Linked DNA regions of Gossypium hirsutum: region 2 is linked to region 1. Evidence: chromatin contacts called from public Hi-C data. All regions are on one chromosome and are shown on one strand. The core of a region is the stretch at or near the end of the contact, and the rest is flanking DNA. Distances in the headings are between cores, read along the strand shown. Region 1 holds the start of LOC107960068 (protein VAPYRIN). Region 2 holds the start of LOC107957163 (cytosolic endo-beta-N-acetylglucosaminidase 1).

Region 1 (7,239 bases), core at 2,203-4,702:
CTTCACGATCCTCATCCCTTCAATTCCCGACGGAACTGGAGCTCGAAACCCAGCCAGCTGACCACCTCGACTTAAACGTCAGTTTGAATATAAGGTGGAGAGCCTGTAGATTAGGATCCGTGACGGTGGATTATATTCCCTGTTTGGATAATTCCAAAGCGATTAAGCAATTGAAATCCAAGAAACACTTGGAACACAGGGAAAGGCATTGTCCGAAGCGGCCTCCAAGGTGTTTGGTGCCTTTGCCTAAAGGTTATAAGGTTCCAGTTCAATGGCCTCAGAGCAGGGACATGGTGAGCTTGAGTTTGCTTGATACTGCTACTTTTTATTTTTGGTAAGATTTTGTTTTTTTTTTTCCTGGATCTGTTTTAATTGGTTGTTATTATTAGATTTTCAATCACTGACTCTAAATCATTTTAAAAGTCTGATATTAGGTTTAATTATTCCTAAAATTTGAATTCCGAGTGATTTATTAAACTGAAAAACGAAAATTCTATGATTTCATATCATGTTGTAATATGTTAATAAAGTTGTCGATAAAAGATACGTGACTTTCTTTCTACAAAAATGAAAGTTAAACACTTTCTTTTATGGGAATTTATTTATTTAATAAATATCAGCTCTTGAATGGTTGATTCATTTGTGTAAGTTTCTAAGAGCTAAATGACATGTAAAGTTGGGTTTTTATGATAGTAATCTTAATTTTTCTTTTTTCCTTTTTTTGAAAATTTGAGTGAATTTAAGCTTGCTTTTACTCACTAAATATATTGGTGATACGACTTTTCTTACACGTCCACAGATTTGGTATAGCAACGTTCCTCATCCTAAGCTTGTAGAATACAAGAAAGAACAGAATTGGGTGCGTAAATCCGATGATTATTTTGTTTTCCCTGGAGGTGGTACTCAATTTAAGAATGGGGTTACTGCCTATATTGATTTCATTACAGAGGTATCAAATCTAGTTTTCCTATGCTTTTGCATATTAACACTTCACTACTCATTTGTTCATCTGTTTTGGTCTGAACTTGATTGAAGACTGCAACTCCATAAATACCTTCTTATTAGTTCATTTTTTGGTTTTCTGTAGACAGTACCGGCCATTAAATGGGGAGAGCACATTAGGGTTGTTTTAGATGTTGGGTGTGGCGTTGCTAGCTTTGGTGGTTATTTGCTGGACAGAGATGTGGTTACCATGTCATTTGCCCCCAAGGATGAACATGAAGCTCAGATACAGTTTGCTTTAGAGAGGGGAATTCCAGCTACACTTTCTGTCATCGGTTCAAAAAAGTTGACATTTCCAGACGATGCATATGACTTGATACATTGTGCACGATGCAGAGTTCATTGGGAAGAGGATGGTACCATGTTATTATGTTTAGTTTCATTGTTACAGTTTTCCTTTTTCTATCTTATGATGTAATTGTTGAGACTTAAATGCAAAAAGCAGGTGGGAAACCATTATTGGAGCTGAACAGGATTCTGAGGCCTGGGGGATTCTTTGTATGGTCTGCTACACCAGTTTATCGAAACGATGAGAGAGATCGTTATGTTTGGAAGTGTGAGGATACAACTCCCTGGCCTTTCCTCTCTTGTTTGTTTTCACCGTTTTGTTAGTGGAATCTGAATGTGCCATGTTGTTCTGGTATTCTGTATATATTACAGCTATGGTGGCTTTGACACAATCAATCTGCTGGAAGGTTGTGGCTAAACGTGACAATTTTGATTCAACTGAAATTGGGCTTGTAATATATCAAAAGCCTTCCTCATATTCCTGTTATGCACACGACAGAACAAAACGTCCACCATTATGTGATCAGAAAACTAAGAAGGAAGTCTCATGGTAATCTTTTATGATCTAATATATAATATTATTACATTGCTTACACTCGAAAGGCATGCTTCAACATGTTCACAGCTCTGTGTGCCACTTGTTATGTGTAGACAGAGTGTTCTGTCCTAAAATAATGTTGGCATAAAAGATGCTACCTTCTAATTATGTTGAAATTGCTTCTTGAGATTTCTAATTCACAATGACAGGTACAAGCCTCTTAGGCATTGTACTTCCAGACTTCCAGTTGATAGCAACGGTAATTTGCTTGGCTGGCCCTCACCATGGCCCCACAGGCTTAGGAATAAGCCTCAAAGCCTTCCAGCTGAAGCAGATGCCCAAGCTATATTCAATGAGGACACCAAACATTGGGCTGCACTTGTATCTGATGTCTATTTTGATGCTCTAGCTATAAACTGGGCTAGTTTAAGAAATGTGATGGATATGAATGCTGGTTATGGAGGGTAAGAAATAGAACTATGTTTTTACAGGTTTCTGTCATAAAGAAATCTTACAACACCATAGGCATTGTGGTTTTACAGGTTTGCGGCGGCACTTAATGAGCTTCCTCTCTGGGTGATGAATGTTGTACCAATTGATGCACAAGATACCTTGTCCATTATTTTCGAAAGGGGCTTGATCGGAATCTATCATGACTGGTGCGAGTCATTGAGTACGTACCCTCGAACATATGATCTGCTGCATTCCAGTTTTCTCTTCAAAAACCGTCAAGAGAGGTATATAAGTAATGATCTATTGCTCTGATTTGTACTTGAAAAAGAGTGAATAATGTAGAATGGTGATGCGAGATTTTGAACCTGTCTGTCAGATGTAACATTATAGATGTAGCTGTGGAAATGGATCGCATACTGAGACCTGGTGGATATCTGTTACTTCAAGACACCATGGAAACCATTCAGAAGCTGAATCCAGTACTGCGATCACTACAGTGGTCGACACGCCTTTATGAAGGCCAATTTCTTGTTGGGAAGAAGGGGTTTTGGCGTCCCAAATACTAAATGCAAGGAACACGGACCAAGGTACTTCAACTCCCACTTTATTCTTCGATTTGCAAGGAAGAAGGATTAGACTTTTGACATTTACCTCTCATTTTTTTTTCTAATATTTGGTGTAAATCGTATAGAAAAGGTCATCCAATAGAGGGATTTGGACATTTTGTTCTATATCTTTGAAGGAATAAAAAAATATCTACATATTATTATTATTTTTTTTTAAATATGAATATGGTTGTGCTGTCTCCCTCACAATTTATTTGTTTTTACTTGATATAAAATTCCTCAAGCTCATCTTATCTTTTTTTTTTTTTAAAAAAATACTGATACAATGGTTTAGCATTGATTGGCACAATTTTATTATTTAAAAGCAATTTCTATTTCTTTGTCTGATATAAACTTCTCTTTTCTAAAAGATATTAAAAATATATTTGATAAGGACGACTCATTTTGTCGAAGATCACATGCAAGCTTAGGTGGGAACTAAGCGTCAGACGACAACAAATATCGTCCCCAAACAAAGATCACATGCAAGCTAAACAATTCTCAGTCGACACTTCCCTTAATTTCAACTGCTATATCTCTGTTCCTTCACCGCTAAATTACACCTTGGTTAGTTATTCGCAATAACATATATAAACTTCATCTGCAATGGAAAATTTCGTTGAAATTTCAGAGGCAGAAGTACGCATAAACTTCATTCTCAACACCAAATGCCGTTCTAACCTTGTTTTAAGATCCCTTTGCCCTTCTTCCCCAGTTGCTTTCAAAGTCCAGACTTCTTCACCTCATAAATTCCTTGTTAATCCCCCCAGTGGACTCGTTCCTCCTTCTTCCCATATTGCCCTCCAAATCATCCTTAAACCCCAAGACCACATCCCCCCCACTTTTCCTCGCTCTCATTCCGATCGTTTCCTCATCAGAACTGCCCCTTTCGACCTCGACTCTTATGGCTCAAATCAGTCCGGCTCGGTAATTTCTTGGCTATCAACTCGACCCACTCAGGACATCAAGCTCAAGGTCGCCTTTGTTGGGCCGTTTCTTCTCCAACAAGCTGTTAGCCGCGGGGACTTTGAGGCAGTGAAGAACATTATCAAGCGGCAGAAATTGGTTTTGTATGATTTATCTACGAAAGAAGCTGAGTCACTCCTCCGAGTCGCGACTCAGTTGGATAACAATTCGGAGAACATGGTGAATTTGCTGCTTGAAGCGGGTTTAAGGACAGGCTCGCGTGAGGATCAAGAAGAAGATGCAAATAACAGCAATGTGGGATTTTATCAGGTGGACCCACGGTGGGAATCTAAAGGATGGAATGAGTTACACGTGGCAGTAGCACTCGATCGGACGGCTGACCTTGAGACGTTGTTAAGGAAGGGGAGACGGGAGACGTTGGATGGGAGAGACAAAGAAGGCAGAACGCCATTGCTTTTGGCGGCGACTAAGGGAAATATCGAGTGTGCTAAGATGTTGTTAGAATCGGGTGCGGAGAAGAATGCAAAGAGCAATGATGGGAGGACTGCACTTCACAGAGCTGTAGCTAATGGGAACCGTAGGATGATTGAAATGTTGATACAATTGGATGCGGACCCCACAATTTGCGACGATCGTGGCCATTCAGCTCTTGATAATGCTCGTGATAAGGGGCATGTAAGTAGTTTTGGTTTTTCAAATTTGGCAGGGAATTCCATTTCTCGATCAAAAACTTGGGAATATAAAAAATATAGTTTCATGGAAGGAAATATTCTTTTATAACGCTAATCATTTGTAATTAACACCTTTGAAAATAATTAATTTTGCATTTATGATTCTATATCGAAATTGTTATATTTTTAGCATTAACAAAACATTTTTATAAAATATACTAATAATCAAGTATCTTAACGTCTGGGCACCTTGAAAATTCAATGGAAGCTTTTTAGTGGAAAAGTGAGTTGTTATTGATGATGGCAGGATGAGATGGTGGAGATTATGGAACGTGGAAAGGAAGTGTTGATGGCGGCAAGATATGGAGACAAGAGGCGGCTGCAAGCCCTTTTACAAAATGGTGGTTCCATGAATTTCCAAGACCAATACGGCTTGACACCGCTGCATATAGCGGCCATAAAAGGCCACAAGGATGTGGTGTTGGTGCTTGTAGAAATGGGATTGGACTTAGAACGCCAGGACAATGAGGGCCACACCGCTTTGCATATGGCCGTGGAAGGTGGGGATGTAGAGGTGGTTCAAGCATTGATTGATAATGGAGCCAATGCAAATGCTAAGACCAAAACTGGGATCTCTCCTCTATACATGGCTAAAATTATGGGTTATGATCATATCTCACAGCTTCTTCTCAACAGAGGAACTTGCTCTTCTCCCTCTTCTGGTTAGGAGGTATTTACCTGAGAAAAATACTTGAATTCAATAACTGCAAACATAGAGATAGAGATAGTTGCAGTTTAATTTAGCAATAGAAGTACCTATCCCCATTGGGTTTTTGAAAAAGCTCACAGAAACGGAAACAGAGACCCTAGGGGCTACGACTCACCTTATGACCAGTGCAACTAGAACCAAGCTATGTAGTGATTTACGTTTTAAACAATATCCATTAATAATCAAATTAGTAAATATTTTAGTGTATTCGGACAAAATTGCTAACCACCGTTTTAACTATATCATAAATATGTTTAGCAATAAATTTAGAATTGTTTAAGCTACTAAATTTAATGTTAAATATAATCTTTTCTTATTGCATTTATTATTTAGTTGGCCTCATAGGTAGGGTGTTCACCGTCCTAGATGTGGCCTGAGATCAAGTCGCGTTAATCGTATTGTTGCTAAGGCTTTGTCCTCTTCTTATATTTCATCAAAATATATATATACGTGTATACAAGTTAATTTTTAAAATAGGTTTTTTTGAAGGATACCTTACGTTTAATTTTTTAAAGATACCGTGACATCAATGAGTCTAAAGTTCAGTGAGTTTGTATATATCTTTCCAGTAAGGCGGCAAACAACTCTAGTATCATATTAAACTTTATTATCGCAAATGTCACATATAAGTCAATAATCTTCAAGCAATCTACACTATATTCATTGGCCTTTAAGAATTTTAAATTATGTTGAATACGAATAATTTAATCTTTTCATGGTTCAAATAATCACAAAATAATAATTAGTTTCACAAAATCTTAAAAATATTTTTTATAAAAAATTACAAAATTAAAAAACAATTGAGATGGAAATTTTATTGATTTTGAGAAAGAAGAAAAGAGAAATAGGCGGGGTATTTATAGACTTGTCAATTTCCTTGTACTAAATGGGTTGGATGGGTAAATAAATTGGCTATTTTACCAAGAAAGGCCCATTTCTTATTTTATTTACGAAAATGGGTCACTTTATTTATTATTTACTAGAATTGACCAAAAATGCTAAAACGTGTCCACTTTGAAGCATTTTAAGGGGAAATCAGCCAAATGCGTTCTTTAGGGAGCCCGTGTTTTTAAGGTTAGGGTTATTTGCATGTTTAGTACCTAAAGTTTATGGTTTTAGAGTTTTAGTAGTTTAGGGTTACGGTTTTGTTAAAATAATTTAAGAATTTATTTGTTTAGGGTTTAAGGATTTTAAAAAATACATTAGGGTTTAGAATTTTTTAAAAAAAATTAATTAATTTAGGTTTTAGGGTTTTTAAGTAAATTAATTAAATTAGGGTTTAGAATTTTTTTTAAAAAAAATTAGTTAAATTAGGGTTTAGGATTTTTTAAAAATAATTTTGTGTTTAGGTTTTAGGGTTTTTGTAAAATGGTTTAAGGGTGAGTCTTGAAAAAATTATATTGACAAGAATGATTTTTTTTCTATAGTAGTTTCTGAAAAATTAATTTTGAGAAAACGGTTCTGAAAAAATAGTGACAAAAACGTTTCAAGCAAGATGCACTGTCAGCAAAAGTACTGAAAAAGCTCCTACGTGGACGCTCTTTTTCTATAGTAATTTTTGAAAAAATAATTTGAGAAGACAGTTCTGAAAAATTAATGTCAAAAACGCTTCAAGCAGTATGCACTGTTAGCAAAAGTATTGAAAAAAGCTCCCACGTGGATGCTTTTTTTCTACAGTAATTCTTGAAAAAATAATTTTGAGAAGACGGTTCTGAAAAAATAGTGTCAAAAGCGCTTCAAGTAGGATGCACTATCAGCAAAATTACTAAAAAAAGCTCCCACGTGGACACTCTTTTTCTACAGTAGTTTCTAAAAAAATAATTTTGAGAAGACGGTTTTGAAAAAATAGTGTAAAAAACGCTTCAAGCAGGATGCACTGTCAGCAAAATTATTGAAAAAAGCTCCTACATGGACGCTCTTTTTCTACAGTAGTTCCTGAAAAATAATTGTGAAAAGACAGTTTTGAAAAAAATAGTGTCAAAAACG
Region 2 (7,239 bases), core at 2,433-4,932, 500 kb before region 1:
TATATCACTTTATATTTTCCCTCAGTCACAACTTCTTTAAAAAACTTTACCATGTTGACATGTTCTAAAATCAATTTTCTTTGAGCAGTTCAAATTGTATTTGAATTTCCAGTTATTTGTAAAAGTGTTTTATTTTCATTCTGCAGTATTTGGAATGTGAAGCAGATAAGAAAGCATCACAGCTTGTTGATCTCCTCGTAAAGACCAAATCTAAAAAAGTTATAGTGTAGGTTATGCATGAAGATTCCCTCTATCGTTTTTATTTTACAGAAAATGACAATTAGTTTTTGCTGGTTACCATACGATTTAATTATTTATGCAGATATTTCATGACTTGTGCTTGTGTTGATTACTGGGGAGTTGTTCTTCCACGTCTCAATGCTTTGAAGCGATTCTCATTAATTGCTTTACATGGAAAGATGAAGCAGGTAAAATAACGGAGATCAGTATGGCTTGTCCATTAATAAGTTTGGAAATTGTGAACTAATTGTTGTGTATTCTGATGTATTTAATCTTTTGCTGCTCTATAGACTGCCAGGGAGAAAGCATTAGCTACATTTACCTCTCTTTCAAGTGGCATTCTTCTATGTACTGATGTTGCAGCACGTGGACTTGACATTCCTGGTGTTGATTGTATAGTACAGGTTGCTTAATATCCAAAAGGCATTTTAAATTTACTAATACATACCTACTTAGAAAATTAAATCAAGGTTACTAGCTGCTAGTATTTGCTCGAATTTCTGATAGATGATAGATGTCTATGGCCTATGTGCTTGGTTCTTTTGCAGTATGATCCCCCTCAAGATCCAAATGTATTTGTTCACAGAGTTGGGAGAACTGCCGTTTGGGTAGACAAGGAAGTGCCATTGTTTTCCTATTACCTAAGGTGCATTATATGCGATCTTTCCTTGTTTGAGTGTGTGGTTTTTGTAGTTTTAATTTCTGATCTGGAATTTTAATGTAGATCACTGTGTTTATTTCCACCATTTTAATGGTTTGATCAAATTTGAGGCATTTTTCTAGGAGGAAGCTTATACAGAAAGTTTTAATTTCTGATTTGGAATTTTAATGTAGATCACTGTGTTTATTTCCACCATTTTAATGGTTTGATCGAATTTGAGGCATTTTTCTAGGAGGAAGCTTATATAGAATTTTTGCGCATAAGAAGGGTTCCTCTTCAAGAAAGGAAATGCATAGATGATGTTGTTGATGTTGTTCCTCAGGTAAAGAAAATTTGTATTTTGATAACATCTTTGCTACAATAACTGTATTATCATTTCTTTATCAATTTTCTTTCTTAAACTTGCTTCAGATACGGTCTGCTGCATTGAAAGACCGTGATGTGATGGAGAAAGGGCTTAGAGCATTTGTTTCCTTTATTCGTGCCTACAAAGAGCATCAATGCTCTTATATTTTCAGGTTCTAACTTTGATTTGCCTTTTCTCTAATTTGCTGCCGCCTGTCTTCTACTCTCTCTGTGTAAATTAATATTGTTATCTGACAGATGGAAAGAACTTGAAATTGGCAAGTTAGGCACAGGATATGGTCTATTGCAGCTCCCTTCTATGCCTGAGGTAAAGCACCATTCGCTTTCCACTGAGGGTTTCACTCCAGTTGAGAACATCAATATGGACGATATCAAGTTTAAGTAAGACCTCTTCAGAATCTCAACTATGCCTTGTTGAACAGATTAACTGGTTTGACTGGAATTAGTGTGAATGAAATTTCTTAAGTATCTATGCTTCTTTATTTGATTCCTTTTTTGGTAGAAATCCCAACTGAATCTCAATTGTAACTTTTTTTCCTGGAATCCTATTGGAGGACAAATATGATAACCATGTTAAGAATGATTCAGCTGTTAACTTTTTCTTATAAAGGATGCCACAGTTTGTGATAAGGGAAGGAATGTAAGATGGTAGGTTTTGAAACTTAGACCTGCTTAATGCCACTTCTCAGGGTGGCTGCATGAGCCACCTGAATTAAGCTTCAATTGAGCAATTAACATTTTACTTATGGCCTTTAAAGACCAACCTTTTTATCTTCACCAATACCTGGCGCATCTAATGTATCTTCTAGTTGCTAATTATGGTAATTATATAGGGATAAATCTCGTGAGAAACAGAGGAAGAAAAATTTACAAACAAAGAAAGAACGAGAGCAACAAGAATCAAAACCTGAGAAACCCGAAAGGGCCACATACGCTGCCGCCCCTGTCATGAAGAAGAAAACTGCTAAACAGAGACGTGCTGCCCAAACCATTGAAGATGAAGAGGAATTGACCCGGGAATATCGGCTATTGAAGAAACTAAAAAAGGGGGCTATTGATGAAACTGAGTTTGCAAAGTTGACAGGAACTGAAGATTTAGTTTGAACTTTCAAGTATGTAGTTTTGCAGGGTTTGACTTGCCCTTTCCCTTTCTGAAGGAAGAGCTTGAGGCGTACGGCCGTTACTTTTTCTAGAAGACCAATTCTCTACAGCTCTTTTAACAATGGATTTTGGAAAGTAGAGTTTTGGTGTTCAAGTGATGGAAAGTAGACGCGCAGCATATTGATATGTCTGAATTTATATAATTGTTCCAATCTCTGAATTTCTTTATTTCACATTTGATTTTGTTGATTCAGTCACTACAACTATTGTAATGTGTATGTTAGGGGAACCAGATTTATACATTTGATTTTAGAGTGTTAGCGATTAAAAAAATAGAAGCAGAAAGAGTTTTACTTTTACCTACCTAAGTACCTCTTTGCCGCGAGTTTAATCATTAGTCAAAATTGAAGATGCCAAGTAATTTTTTAGAAAAATGTCACAGTTTTATTTTAATAAAAAAATACTAGTTAAATTTAGCCTAAAACCAGTCGAAGTTATATATGGAACATGGATTTATAATTGTAGTACATAGATTTATCATTGGTAGTGCCTATAGCGGATAGACACTAAAGTTGACATCTACATCCGATTCTGTATGACATCATATTATGTTTCTGAAGTAACTCATATCAAACGTGCTCAATATACAATATGATAAAATCATATAAATACATATTAATTATAATCTAATTAATTAGGGGTTAAGCAAAGCGTAATGCGAGATTAGGATTTAAATCCCAACTCTTTTCATAAAATTTCAACATTATTTCTCAAAATAGGAAATTCATGTTTTGAGACAGATCTAATTTTATTTTTAATAACTTTTGTTTCAATATTAGTATGTCTTAAGACATGCCATTGAGGTTCACGAGACAATACTCTTTAGCCTCCCTGTTTTCTTATTTGTGTGATATGCCTTCAATTTTATGAGATTGTAAGACAACACATCCATATTTGTTTTTTGAAAAGGAAGGCATATCAACATTAGTGACAAAAACGTTAAACCCCGGAGCAGCAGGGGCATAATGAAGGTTGGATTGTTGGATCTCAGAGATCCATTGGTCACAGTTTTGCTGAACTGTGAGCATTGCGAGGTGGACTCTCGCTCACAAAAAAGAAAGGGGCATATATGAACATCACATCTCATTGTTGCATCTTCAATTATTAGGTGCATGAAAAACAATCGTATACTTGATCTGCTAATATCTGAATGCATGCAGGGACCATGCCCCATCATCCAATCCCAACATGTGTTTCGAAGAAGGCAACCAATCAATGTGCTATAAAAGGCAGCAGCTGTCTACCTTTAAATTCCGATGCTTTATTTCCTATGGTCAAACAAACAAACTAACATGAAGGCACCTTGAAATTTAGCTTTCAAACTCACATCACATGTTCACCCAAGTCAATGCTTCGCCTCCTCTATTTTCTCCGTCTCTTTAAAACCCGTAGAACTCTCTTATATCTCCACAATTTCTTCACTTCAATCCTCAAACCCATCACCAATCTCATCGCAAAAATCATGCCCAATCAATCCGATGACCACAACTCCGATCCCCCACCACCACCCTTCGACCCATCAAAGCCCTCCATTCCCATCTCTTACCCCATCAACTCCCTTGAAGACCTTGACTCCGCTTCTTACTTTACTTCTTTTCACTACCCTTTTAATAAATCCACTGTTCCTCTCCATCCCCCAATTCAGCTTTGCCTCCAAGGCCCAGGCTTTTGGTTTGCCATGACATGCAAGGTGGCTACGTCGATGATAAGTGGATCCAGGGTGGCCATAATTCCGGCGCTTACGCCATCTGGCACTGGTATTTGATCGATGTTTTTGTTTATTTTTCTCATAATTTGGTCACCCTGCCTCCTCCTTGTTGGACCAATACTGCTCATAGGCATGGAGTTAAGGTCAGTTCCCTCATTTTTTTTTCCTGATTGAAAAGTGTTTAATTCGGCTTATTTCAAGTGGAATAATGGTGGGTTTAGCTGACTCAATTGATAAAGCCAGGCGATGTATGAATTTATGGTTTTTCTTTCTAAATATATATTTTGCTTAAGTAAGGAAATGGGTTTAGGCTAAAAGAAAGGTTCCTTATCTCCACTGGGCCTTAAAAAGAGTTCTAGTTAACTATAATTGCTTTCTTATGAACAGTTTGCTTAAGTTGCATTAACAATTGCGATAAATTTTAATGATCTATAGAAAAGCACAATCTTTTTCTTTCTGCTCAATCAAGAAATGGTTTCTGACCTTTTCCGGTGTAGCTCATGTGTTATGGTGATCCAGCGTGTTTTGAAAGCTTGTTTCGTTTTCTTTGGATTATGGTGTTTTAGAGACTAAAGGAAGCTTTATATATGTTTTTTGTCTGTGTCTGTGGAATCTAAGGTATTGGGGACATTTATCACAGAATGGGATGAAGGCGCAGCTATTTGCAAGAAGCTGCTTTCCACTAAAGAGTCTGCTCACAAGTATGCTGAACGCTTGGCAGAGCTCGCTGTTGCTTTAGGCTTTGATGGATGGCTGGTATATGCTACACAACAATCAAAAAGCTCAGCACATACACACATGCACCATGTTACATACAAAGATACTAAGTTTTTAGGGCAAGGAAAGATGAAATTAAGAGAATGTTTGATTCTATTTTGGAGGAAGCATAGCAGTTAGATCATATAAATAAGAGTTCTTCCTTATGTCACTCTAATATATGGGATCTTCATATATTGGCTGTCATTAACCAAGGAAAGCTTCCTTGCAGCTCAATTTGGAGGTTAAAGTGGACATCGGCCAAATTCCTAATCTGAAAGAATTTGTTAGCCATTTAACTCAGACTATGCACTCCTCCCTTCCTGGATCTTTGGTTATATGGTTTGTGAAAAGGAGAAGCCGTGATTTAATTATGCAACATTTTTTGAAGTGTATTAAAATTTTATCTGATTAAACTTGTTGTTGACACAGGTATGACAGTGTGACAATTGATGGAGAACTTAGCTGGCAAAACCAACTGAATGAAAAGAATAAACCTTTCTTTGATATTAGTGATGGAATCTTCATTAACTATACATGGAAGGTATTTCCTTTAACTTTACCATCCATATTAACCTTAATTTCATCTTTTTGTTGCATGTAAAACCTTTTGTATATCTTGCAGGAGGCCTACCCTAAGCTTTCAGCAAGAGTTGCTGGTGATAGAAAGTTTGATGTCTATTTGGGGATAGATGTATTTGGAAGGGGAACATTTGGTGGTGGCCAATGGACTGTATGTTCCTTACAAACCTTACAATAGTGTTTCTTTCATATATATATATCCTTAATTTGGCTTTTTGATTGGTTTCAAAAGTCAATTTGGAAGCTCACAATCTTAACATTTATGATTAGCATTTCTAATTTTGATGACGTTTTATTCATAAAGATGTTGATCTCATATCAATATTTCAGAAACTAGATGTTCATTACTATCATTGCAGCTGCATATGGATCTTAGATACAATTATTAATGTGCTGATTGGGAAATTCTCAAAAAAAAAAAAAAAACAAAAAATGAGAGCCTGTAGTGTTATACACTTATTAATCATACTTGATTAGGGTTGGGAGCTGATGCACAAATTTGGTTGGGTTGTGATTTCATCAACAGTTGATACCTTCTTACATTTTCTTTGCTTTTCTGGGCAATCTTAGTGGTTTTATATTGTATCATATGTAACAATAAACAAACAGAAAATAAAACATGGTATTGAGTTTTGACCCGCTTTATGATCAGTGCCTGAACTAATGCATCTAATTGGTGATGCTTTCATCTTCTTTCTCTCTGAATTTCCATGGCAGTTTGGTGGCTAGATCCATTGCCCTGTTTTGTTTGTATTTCTGATTGACTTGTATGCTTTACATTTTTCAATAATTTACAAGGAAAGTGAATTCTTTCTGATCATCATCTTTGTTATATCACAAGACCAACTGTAATATGAGCTCTTTGCTTGTTAGAAATGCATTCAACCTGAGAGTTCATAGACTTTATCAAATCCATGCTGCAGTTCAAGTTCAACCAGTTAGTATTTCTAGTTTCATGCGTTAATTGTCTTTCAATTTTACTGACTGAATCCCTAACAATTCTTTCCATAACAGACAAATGTTGCACTTGATGTGATAAAGAAGGATGATGTCTCAGCTGCCGTATTTGCTCCTGGATGGGTTTATGAAACAAAACAACCCCCTGATTTTCAGACTGCTCAAAATCGGTATTGCACATCTTCCGGTCGATAATTATTTGTTATAGAGTGCTGATTTGTTAATATGTCTACTCTTCCCTTTCAATGATGCTCTGATCTATACTCTTTAGTTTCGAGAATTTCTTGTTGATATTCCACTTCATGAATTAAAGCAATGCCCTAGTCTGGTTTTTAAAGAGTGTTGCTCTGTATGTGTTTCCGACTTGTATACGGTTTGGTATTCTTAGTTTCTTTACTGCATGTATGCAGTTTGTATATGTAAATATATACATGCACTTAAATATTTGCTTGTGTATTTATTCTTAATTTGTGAATGGTGGTGTGATCACATTATGTCATAATTTGTACAATTCTTTTCTCATTTGAGTCTTTTCAAAGAGCTTCACCACTAATACTTGGCTTTTGCAGTTGGTGGGCTCTAGTTGAGAAATCATGGGGAATTGTACAAAATTATCCTAAAGTATTGCCATTCTACTCAAATTTTGATCAGGTTGCAACCATGTTATATTCTTTGTTCTTTTCGTATGTCTTTCAAAATTAGCAGGCATGTAAAACTTACTGCAAAATTACTAATGCATTATCTAACCAGACTCCTCGGGCATATATGTATCTCAGGGTCGTGGTAATCATATTTCCATCGATGGAGC

Evidence for each region. Hi-C and Micro-C count contacts between places; a contact is called where the count stands out from the background.
Region 2: a contact with region 1 is called in a Hi-C map of leaf, with 3 times the contacts expected there. The contact joins the promoter of LOC107957163 here to the promoter of LOC107960068 in region 1. A contact is called at or near these places in 4 of 34 Hi-C or Micro-C datasets (hypocotyl, leaf and petal).

The regions. Positions count from the first base shown.
Region 1 is chrA05:80,378,649-80,385,887 of Gossypium_hirsutum_v2.1, reverse strand. LOC107960068 (protein VAPYRIN) reads left to right here and starts at 3,452. Exons shown (of 2, transcript XM_016896274.2): 1 at 3,452-4,488; 2 at 4,792-5,460. The coding sequence starts at 3,493. The coding sequence ends at 5,211. It overlaps LOC107960067 (probable methyltransferase PMT22), which reads left to right. Exons shown (of 8, transcript XM_016896272.2): 1 at 1-293; 2 at 800-949; 3 at 1,088-1,358; 4 at 1,448-1,558; 5 at 1,663-1,840; 6 at 2,038-2,292; 7 at 2,371-2,565; 8 at 2,658-4,327. The coding sequence ends at 2,847. LOC121229139 (a long non-coding RNA gene) reads right to left here and starts at 2,858. Exons shown (of 2, transcript XR_005926731.1): 1 at 1,885-2,858; 2 at 1,188-1,771.
Region 2 is chrA05:80,877,887-80,885,125 of Gossypium_hirsutum_v2.1, reverse strand. It overlaps LOC107957163 (cytosolic endo-beta-N-acetylglucosaminidase 1), which reads left to right and starts at 3,682. Exons shown (of 12, transcript XM_016892606.2): 1 at 3,682-4,068; 2 at 4,071-4,279; 3 at 4,755-4,892; 4 at 5,125-5,234; 5 at 5,325-5,436; 6 at 5,518-5,625; 7 at 6,489-6,601; 8 at 7,001-7,082; 9 at 7,208-7,239. The coding sequence starts at 3,777. It also overlaps the pseudogene LOC107957164.